Regions from separate parts of the Mus musculus genome. Here region 1 is linked to region 2. The links are chromatin contacts, called in public Hi-C maps. All regions are on one chromosome and are shown on one strand. Each heading gives the region's core, a stretch centred on a gene start, on an enhancer-like site or on the middle of the called end of the contact. The rest is flanking DNA. Distances are from core to core; before and after follow the strand shown.

Region 1 (5,242 bases), core at 883-3,382, 410 kb after region 2:
TGTGAGGTATAGGACTCTGTTAGGAGGGGATCATTTCAGATCTGGCATGTTGGCTCAGTGGCTAAACACTTGCCCCACAGTGTGAAGACCTGAATGTGGTCCCCAGAAGGCATATAAAGCCAGATTCAGTAGCATCCATCTGCAATCCTACATGAGATGGGAGGCAAAGATGAGAGAGTTCCCCTAGAAGCCTGCAGGCCAGCTACCTGATGTATTCAGCAGCAGAAGGAAAAAGACCCCATCTGTCTCAAGCAAGATGCAGGCAAGGGTAGACACCAAAGGTTTTCCTTTGAACACGTGAGCAATACCAGGGTGGGGAGGCAAGGATTTGAAACTGAATTTTAGTGCAGTATTTTTGTTAGAGATCAAAAAGGAGGAAGTTCTGCCAGAAAAAAGGCAGATGCCAGCTTTCAATGTGAGCCTAACAAATACCAGCCAGGTAAACATGGTGTGTGTGTGTGTGTGTGTGTGTGTGTGTGTGTGTGTGTGTGTTATGTATTGGGAGGTGGGTGTGTTGGGGGGAAAAATGCTCCTTGGAGTTCTCCCTTGGTACCCTAAAGTGGCCAGGCCTTTCTAGTCACATCACAACTGGTCACTGAATGTCACACTACTGAAAGAAAGGGACTCTGGCACTCCACTGTGGAAGACAAACCTGCAAGCAGCAGAAAGCTCAAGAGCTTGTGAACAGCAGCCGCTGAAGCTGGGACAGAGTCTTGCTTGTTGGGAATCTTAAACTGCACCCCAGCCTTGTGTCTTGCCATGTGTTCCCCAGATCCTAAATCTGAAAGAACAACTCCCCCCCCCCCCAGGAATCTCCATTTCTCTTTTTCTAAGGGACACTTAAAAGATCAGGGTTCACATAAACTACAGCCCTTGCTACTATGGTTGTTCCTACAACCATAACTGATATTCTTCCACATCTTTCATTGTTAATTACCTCTCCTGTCTTCAGCACCCACTTCCCAAAGCCCTAACGATGGCCTACAGGTGACATAGCCCACACCCAGTGTGAACTGCTTTCCTGCTCCCATGTATAAGAGCAGGTCAAGTACCTCCACCCAAGTCGTAACTGCCCATCTTATCTAAATTGCTTAGATCCTTCTATAAGCCACTTGGTCCTTGGGGAAAGTGTACCCTTTAAGAACTGGGCCCATTAGTCTTGCAGAACTTGCTAAATTGGAGAACACATTTGCTTTTCAGTGAGTTCTGCTAAGGAAATCGCTCTTGCTTCATTTGGGGTTCTGCACAGAGTTCTTCATAAGACACATGTCTGCCCCTCAGTATCTGTAGGGGAGCTCTTCCAGGATCCCCATGGATTTAAAAGCAGTATGATGCTCAAGTGTCTTACATGTAATGAAGGAGTGGTATTGCCTAAACCCATGTGCATGTTCCCATGGGTCATACAGCATCCCCAGGTTACTTTTCATACGCAATACAATGTAAATATGGTGCAAATGGTAACACAATATTGCTTAAAAAACAATGAACAGAACTCTAGATTTGGATCACAGAAATCATGTTTTCAAAGAGTTTTCTATCCATGCTTGGTTGAATGCATGAATGGAAGGCAGGCTGCATCACCTTACCGAGGTGCATGTACTACATTTGGAGCATAAATAGTACTTCATTCTTGCAGAGAGTTGCTGCCAAATTTGCATCTCAACTGCACTGTCAATAGGCCTGTCTACACACATAAGTTCAATATCTTTGAAGCATGTAGTAGAACTGCAGGTTCTCAGGACAATACGTTCTGTTCACACATCCTTTTCTGGGGGTTTGCTCTGTTCTGATCTGAAGCTGTGTGGGCTCCCATATCAGAAGATCAGCATGGCTCTGAGTCCCCACAGGCAAGAAAGACAAATTCATTCTTAGCCTACTTTTCTATTATTTAAAAACAAATCCCAAATATTTTTGATCCTTCTAGGTTATAAAAGTCCACTGTGATCCATGGCCACTGAGTTATCTCATTAGACTTCAGAACAGTAGCATCCCAGGACCTCGGGATCGACCTCTGTGCCTGAAATCTGTACAGTTGGCAGCAGCTGGAGTTTTATCCTCCCTGGTGAGAGTAGGTCGAACTCACAGGCCAGGCAGCATCTCCACGTCTCCCTGACACCCAATCCCTGAGCCTGCCATGGCAACACTGGGGAAGCCTAGGATCAGGGCCAGCTGCTGTCAGCTAGCCAAGAGGATCAGCCCATATCAGTGCTAGCCAAAACAGATGTGATACGAGCCACAAGGATGAACTACATGCGCATGTACATTTTCTCATAGACACATTTAGAAAGGAAATCAGTGTTGGCAACATTTTATCTAAACTAATATGTATTTTGAATGTGTGATCGATATACAATAACTAGGAATGTTTCACACCCATGTTACTATTTGGGAATCCAGCGTGTGTTTGATACTTAGATATATTTCAGCCTAGAGTCATCACATGTGGCTAGTAGATGCTCTATTGGATGCCACAGGCCCAGGGAGTGGTTCATCTACTACAGAGTGTGCTCCCTGGTAGTAGCTGACAGATGATGTAAATGTAATTACTCTGTATGGTCACACCCCGCCATGCCCATCCACAAACTAGTGTAAATGCACACATAGGTGGTCATCACAGATGATGTAGAGGTCAGAAAAGAACCTGAGTGAAATGCCTCTTTGCTTCTAGCAAGTGAGACCCAGAAATTGAAGTCAGGTTGTTGGGCTTGGTCACAAGTCCCTTTACCTGCTGAGCCATCTAGCCAGCTGTGTCTTCCTTTGACTCTGTCATAAGACATGGTTTCACAGGCACAGTCTCGAATTTAGTCTCCATGATGCTCTAGTAATTTGTCAAGAGTGTTTTTTTTTTTTTCAAAAGATACCTACCCATATCTTACTTTTCCCATTGATGTGACAAAGATAATTTGGCAAAAGAAAATTATGGGAAAGAAGGATTTCCTTTAGATTAAAAACATGATATGATCCATCATGGCAGGGAAGCATGGTAGGAGTGTGAGATGCCTGGTAGCATTGTACCTGAAGCCAGGAAGCAAGGAAAAGTGAATAGCATTGCTTAGTTCCTCCCCCATCTACTTTTATTCAAACCTGGGACCTCAAACTGTGGGACCGTGCTGTATGTTCAAGTTTAAGGTGGGTTTGTCTCCCGAAGTTAACCACATCTAGGAACTTCCCCCACAGACATGCCAAGAAGTTCGTTCTCATGCTAATTCCAGTTCCCATAAGTTGGCAAGTAAGGCTGAGCACCACATTGCTGCTGCAACTGGTACCACCTTGATCTCAGGGGCTTTGTCATGGTCCTCCCTCTAGCATCTGCTATACTTACCCATAAATTCCTCTCCCATCACTACTACATTGAATACAACACACACTGGTTCCCAACCTTGGGGCTGGCAATATTATACTAAGTACCAGCAAAAGACCTTTCCTATTTTCTGTTCTCTGTGAAGCTGTCACCCTTCACGTTGGCTGGTCAGAGCAGTATCCCTGGATGTGGAACATGCTGAGTAGAAAATTTAAAGAGGCTCCCCTAATCCTGTGTATTTTGTGAATGGTGGGAGATATGGTATGATCCTCCCACATCACCAGAATCCCAGAGATTATACTGGTATGACGGTCCAAAATAAAAGTCTTTATCTCCTTTCTTCCAGACTGCATGTGTTTTTATTAAAACGACTACCATAATGACAACTCATGGCTCATCTGATCTGATTAACATAATACCACAAAGGATGGAATTCCATGGATTATACAGAGAATTTAGATCTCTTTTTTACCAGTTGGTATTAGAGTACAAAACTAGACAAATGTTATTAGGTCTATAGGCATGCGAACAATTCTGATCCTCTCTTCCTAATTGGAACAGAAAGGGAGCCATTTGCTTAAACAGTGACCTTGTTCACATGTCTGAAGTCGCTTAACTTGTTTTAGCAAATATACCCCATCTGGCACAGCACCAGTCCATGGGAATGACACTGAATTTGCAATACACCACTCCCATTCTTCTGGATATAGTAGTGAGTGCTTGTAACCTAGCACTCAGCAGACAGACACAGGAAAATCCACGCTCAAGTTCAGCCTGGAGTCTATGGTGAGACCCTGTCTTATTCAGTTCAGAAGCAGGGGTAGTAAGAAAAATAAAACCCAAATCACTCCATTCCCTTTTGCAAGTGTTTTCTACAAGTAGTTAAAATGACATAATGGTGATGGCTACGTCTAAAACTTACCATCCTTAAGGATGCTCTTATTTCTCTCAACTATTTTAGGATGCAAAGGAAGAGAGTTGTACTTACAAACTGGAGTAGGATAGGGATGGGAGAAATAGTTTCAGGCTTCCATGTGTCTTCCTCTCCCATTATGATCCTTATCTCATATACAAAATGTCCTGCATATACAAAATTCATCCTGCAGATGAATGGACTATACTAACCTCAAACATGTAACCAAGGAAACGTTCCCTGTGGAGATCTGAAGATCTGGTGGACTCCTGGTCAACTAGACCTTGAGCAAGACTCAGTTTATCACCTGGTCTGACAAGTCCCATTATCAATGGAAAGATGATAGTGATGATTCATGTTCTTTAGCCAATGTTAATGGTCCAGTGTCAGTCAGATTTTTAAATATTTGAATGTTCCTCCTTGCCCTGCCTCATTGTCAAACATTTGTCAGAACATTGTCAGAAAGGACTGAGGTCATTTTCACAATGTTCACTCCCTGGCTGAATGGGAAATGGTCTTTGCTCGTAGGGAGGTGGACTCTCTTTTGGCCAGTGAGTTCTGCCTATGAAAACTGACTCATATCTTGGGAGATGGAAAAGTCTACACCACCTTATTAGGATGATTGCCTGGGCTAATAGTCCTTGGTTATTCATTCTAATATCTTATGTTGGGCTTAACTGAGAAATATCCTTTTATATACACAGACACACACAGACACACAATGTGTTTTCATGTTGATATTGTCTGGTTCTATTAACAACCTTCAAAATGCTCTGTGCATCAGGACCCCTTCATTGTCCCTCCAATTTATCCCCATGATTGCTGCCACCTGGATTTAGCCACTGAGTGCCACCACCAGTCCTCTATTGAGGTCCCTGTCATTCCCATTTGGAGTCAGTACTTCATATATCATTGTAATGAGGTCCCCAGTTTGAGCCAAGGAGCAAGTGATACACCTACAAAAGCAACCTTACCAACGGTGTTTAAGGACCAATTCCATCAGCACATGTTAAACATCAATGTCTGGG
Region 2 (4,896 bases), core at 2,119-4,618:
TCCGTTAAGCCCTGTGTGCTGTCAGGTGGCTGCACAGGTGTTGATGTCCTGGCTCTCTCAAGAACAGGGCCACTGTGTGGAGGTGTGGCCACAGGGGCAGAAGTCACTGGAGTTTCTGGGTGTACTAATCCTGTCTGTTCTTTGTCAAATTAAAAAAATGGGGAGAGGGAAGGAGGGAGGGAGGGAGGGAGGGAGGGAGGGAGGGAGGGAGGGAGGAAGAGAGAGACTCCCAAAGAGAACCTTCCATTCCCATCTAACCATACTGACTCACAAAAGTGATGAATAACTTAGGTAGAGACAAAACGCTGTAAAGGTCAACAGAATCCCTCCCTCAGTTTGCATCTCCTTCTCAAGAACTTCCCAGGAAGATCTCAAGAGCCGAAGACTAGAGTCTGAGTTAAATTTAGCATGTGGCATTTTCTAGCCCCCTTTTTATTAATCTTTAAAAGAGAAAATAGTTGAAATAAAACTAATATCACAGACCTCTTTGGAATGTAATGAGATGATTTGTGCAAAGTGCTTACTTAGTCCCTTGCCCCATCAAAAACATGAAATAAAATTTATGCTTTAATATTTCCCTTGGTAAGATTGGAAAAGCTGCTTGTCAAAATTTGTTTATGAGAATTAGAAGGTCTTGCCAGCCCAGTTTTTGCCCCATTTTTTGTTTGTTTTGTCTTGTTTCTCTTCATCTCTCCATGCATAACATGCTGTGTTGACAAACCGAAGTCCCTTGAAAGGAAAAACTCTCATTTACAGATCTGCCTCTATCAGACTGGCCTACGGGCACGTCTGTGGGGGTATTTTCATGACTAATGGCTAATGTGGGAGGGGCCAGCACATGTGGGAATTTCCATCCCTAGGCAGGTGGTCCTGGGTTGTATAAGAACATTTAAGAGCACAGGCTGAGCATGTTCTGAGAGCAGGCCAAAAAGCAGTGTTCTGTGGTCTCTGCTTCAGTTCCTGCCTTCAGGTTCCTACCTTGTGATCCCCAACACCCACATCAGGCGGCGTGCAACCTCCTGTAACTCCAGCTCTGTGGTACCAGATGCCCTTTTCTTACCTCTCAGGGCACTGCATTCATGTGTACATACCTGTGCATAGATGCACAGAGGCCAAAAAAAAATCATAAAAAAATATTTCCTTCCTGTATTGTGAAAGTCTGCAATGTTCTAATGATAGCACCACAGGACAAGCATTAGACATTAGACATGGAATTAATGTTTTCGATCTGTCCTGAGTTGGCAAGGAAGTATTGAAAGGATATTAGCAGACTTTTATTTTTAGTTTATACAGTTGGATAAAACTGTATAAATTAAATTACAGTTTAGAATTTTTGCATTCATTTTTATCTCCTTAATGCATCTATTTTGCATGTGAAAACTGAGGCAAGGAAAAAAAAACACCGTTGGTATAAACAAGACTTCAAGTTTCATTACTTTCTCTATCTGAGGACCGGCATGGTTAGGTAAGGGAGAATTGGCAAAAATAAAAATAAAAAAAGCATGTCCTTACCAAGAGTAAAAATTTACTTGAAGTAAAATGTGACTACTTTTCCTGCTAAAATTAAAATAATTTTGAAAACAAAGATATTAAAGTAAGTATTTGGATTTTATTCTTAAAGCAAAGCAACAGAAGAGGGACATTACACTGAGAGATCATCACAGGTTTGTTGCTGCTAGCAAGGTGAATCTAACTCTGCCTGATTTTGGAAGTGTGCTGTGCTTATAAATACTGTATATGTACACATTTTCTGCATAAATATACAAATATCTGGTGCAGGAAGCAATGTTGATGTTTTGCCTATTTTCTTAAAATAGATAAAAACATTCTAGATGAGACTAAAGGTTTTTACATAAAAATAAAGTTGTAAGAGTTGCCTCATAGTGTGCTCCCCCTCTGCCTCCCTCTCCCTTGCTGAAAACAACCTAAGAGTGTAGAGCTCTAGTTTCAAGGCAGACATTGTTTAACCAATAAATTCAACATATAGTCTCAGTATGTCCAAGTGTGTGTGTGTGTGTGTGTGTGTGTGTGTGTGTGTGTGTGTGTGTGAGAGAGAGAGAGAGAGAGATCAAAACATATTTTAGATAGCTTAATGAAAATGCATGCTATTTACTTCATTGACTTTTATGCTTTATGACGGGCATGCATATTAAAGGAAACATAGGAATTAAAGCACAAAAATACAAGTATATGTACAATGAAAATACAAAAGTAATGCACAAGCTATTTTTCTAGGACAGTCATCCATTCATTATCTGGGAATAATTCGTGTTTCAGGTACGTGTTAAGGATCCAGGCTTATAAAAGTGAGCAAATTGAAGTGACTGTAAAGAAACAAGAATAGATTCAGTGAGGGCAGGGGTATGAGCACAATTCTGGGCACATGCCTAGATTTTGGTTTTAATGTGGAGGTCCTCTGCAAGAGCAGTGAATGATCTTAACCTCTGAGCAATCTTTCTAATAATGAAACGATCATTATTATTTTTTTAAATCGTATTTTACCAAGATTTTATGTCAGCTGGCAGAAAATCTTGGAACACTGCAAGAGAGCGTGTAATTGGCTTTCAGCACCACGGACAGCACCAGAATCTCTGAATTGGTACTTGACCCTGTTTGATGAAGTTGGTTTTGAGAAAAAGACAGCAGATAGACTTTTTAAATTTCAAGTAGTTTGTGACTCAGAACTTCATAAACAATTGTAGAAAATTAAGCACGAAAAAAATAAGTACATAAACTAATATGTATTGAACAGGTCATATACTCAGCAAAACTTTGGTTTTCTAACTTACTTAACAAGTGGGGAACTTTGAATTCTGCTCCTACCCTCCCAATGAGGCCTTGCTTCAGACTATGGTATAGAACAATTATCACATTTCAGATTGCCTATATGGTTCGAGATGTTTCAGAAAGTTTGATTGACCGAGGTTTTTGTCTTTTCATAAATCCATCATTCTGTTAACAACAAGCTTATCTCTTAAGACAATATACTTCCTCACAAAAAGATAACCAATAATGACATGATTAATAATTACAATTAGTTTCATATAGCTCTTTTCCATAATGTTCTGAAAACTCAGATTTCATTTAAACATAATAAAAATAAATCAAACTCCAAATGTTAAACTACATTTTAAAAAACCACAAAGTATAATGACATTTTAGTGTTCAATTTGTAACTAACTAGAATAGTTGAATTAGAGTACATTAGAATTCTGAACTATACACCATTTAATCTTATGTGTTGAATGTTGCTTTGCCAAAGGAACTTGAAATTACAGCGATTCCACTTGTGGCCAGGAGATGGAGCTGTCATGCAAGACGCTCCTCTCCTACATTTATTTATTTATTTATTTATTTATTTTAATTTAGCATGCTGTTTTCTGACAGTGGGTACCATCGAGTGACTGAGTGTCAGAACAGAAAGCTAAGGCAGAAGCAGAGAGGATGCAGTGATCGCCCTGTCTTGGCTTTTTCTCTTTAGTAAGGATATTATTATCGCACATGTGAGATTTTACTTTCTGCTGTAGGCTGAATTCTAGAAACCTGCGTTGGAGACTGGTTATATTCAACACGCACATGGATTCTGTGCTATGAGTACCATTCCCTTTATTTCAGGTAAGCAAGCATGATTCTATTTTTGTTGCATCAGTGAATCACGATTCTGCCAAATGATGGCATTTAAAATAAGATGTGCTTTGTAATGTTGTATGCAGAACTCAAAGGCTCAAATGCTCTAATTCTGGCTGTTCTGCGTTTAAAAACCTTCCTATGCTAAAATGATCACTGGCTGTGCCATGTTGTATTTTCAATGTTTTCTTCGGCTTCTTAGCCTTTCATTTCTGTGGCTGTATTTGTTTAACATCAAAAGATAAAGCTTGCAGAGTGAGGGATGGGCCTTCTTCTCACAAGGGAAATACTGATGTTTAATGCGTTGAACAAATCATAGAGATGTAATGAAGCAGACTAACATGGCAGTGGCTCTGCCAGAGCCCACGGCTGAGCATCCTGGGCACAGTTTTAGAGCTACCTCAGCATCCTGAGCCCAAGGCCTTTTGAACAATTGCTGCTGCTAGGATGTTGGGATTCTTTATGTTTTTGTTTTAACCTTTTAGAACGGTATGCAAGTCACTGCTAGCCCACGAGTGAAGATTGATGTAATGTGTTTAATAGATTCCGAGTGACAGCACTGGACTCCCCCCTCCCCCCTTAGGAGGAGAACAGTGGAAACTAATTAATTGCTGGGGGAAAATGGATTATCCTTATCTGTGAAAAAAAAAAGACAGTGGGCATTTAGAATAGTTCCATTGTGAAAAGTGTTCACATTTTAAACAATTTTAGGTCACGTGATGTTAGCTAAAGAGTAGAATGACTCAGGAGGTGGAAATGGTAACAACCTTCCTTTTTATCCTGGTTCCTATGATTAAAGACTTTCTTTATGATTATCAGTAGAAGCAGAAAATGAAATATAGAAATGTCGTATACAAAAGCCATTGGTTGCCATTTGGCTCAACATTTGGATTGATTTGAATAAATTAAAAAAATAGGAATATTTTTACAAGATTGTTAACTGCTTCACTCTCTCTTGTTGAAAGACGTGTGTGTGTGTGTGTGTGTGTGTGTGTGTGTGTGTGTGTGTGTGGTGTAGGAGGCAGGCAGTGAGGGTGCATGCATTTGAGATGTTTCTATCTCAGTCATCATTTTCCTATAAAAAGGTAGTTATGCTATGTTTGAGGTTGTGAAATCTGTGAGTTTTCGGGATGTTTAGGAATACTGAAAAAATATTATTTGAATATGTAGAATCTATGACGAGTTTTCCGTTATACAGAGTTCAATAAATAGGATGCTATTTAGAATCACAGATTTTTATTTGGCATGTATCCATCTTCCATTTAGAGA

What was found. Hi-C and Micro-C count contacts between places; a contact is called where the count stands out from the background.
Region 1: a contact with region 2 is called in a Hi-C map of cerebral cortex, with 2.6 times the contacts expected there. The contact joins the enhancer-like site here to the promoter of Scn2a in region 2. A contact is called at or near these places in 11 of 39 promoter capture datasets (cranial neural crest, embryonic stem cells, frontonasal cranial neural crest and 7 more), 11 of 484 Hi-C or Micro-C datasets (the AtT-20 cell line, LSK cells, the N1E-115 cell line and 3 more), 1 of 115 datasets of contacts at active chromatin or transcription factors (astrocytes) and 1 of 9 other capture datasets (embryonic stem cells).

What each region holds. Positions count from the first base shown.
Region 1 is chr2:66,032,974-66,038,215 of GRCm38.p6, forward strand. It overlaps a transcript of Csrnp3 not described here. Among named protein-coding and RNA genes, the nearest start is that of Galnt3, 89 kb to the right of the region's middle. Within about 2 kb of position 2,133, at least 9 of the 459 cell types and tissues checked have an H3K27ac peak or open chromatin away from gene starts, as enhancers often do. A contact at or near this core is called in cerebral cortex, where this site is marked.
Region 2 is chr2:65,617,401-65,622,296 of GRCm38.p6, forward strand. Scn2a (sodium channel, voltage-gated, type II, alpha) reads left to right here and starts at 3,369. Exons shown (of 27, transcript NM_001346679.2): 1 at 3,369-3,615.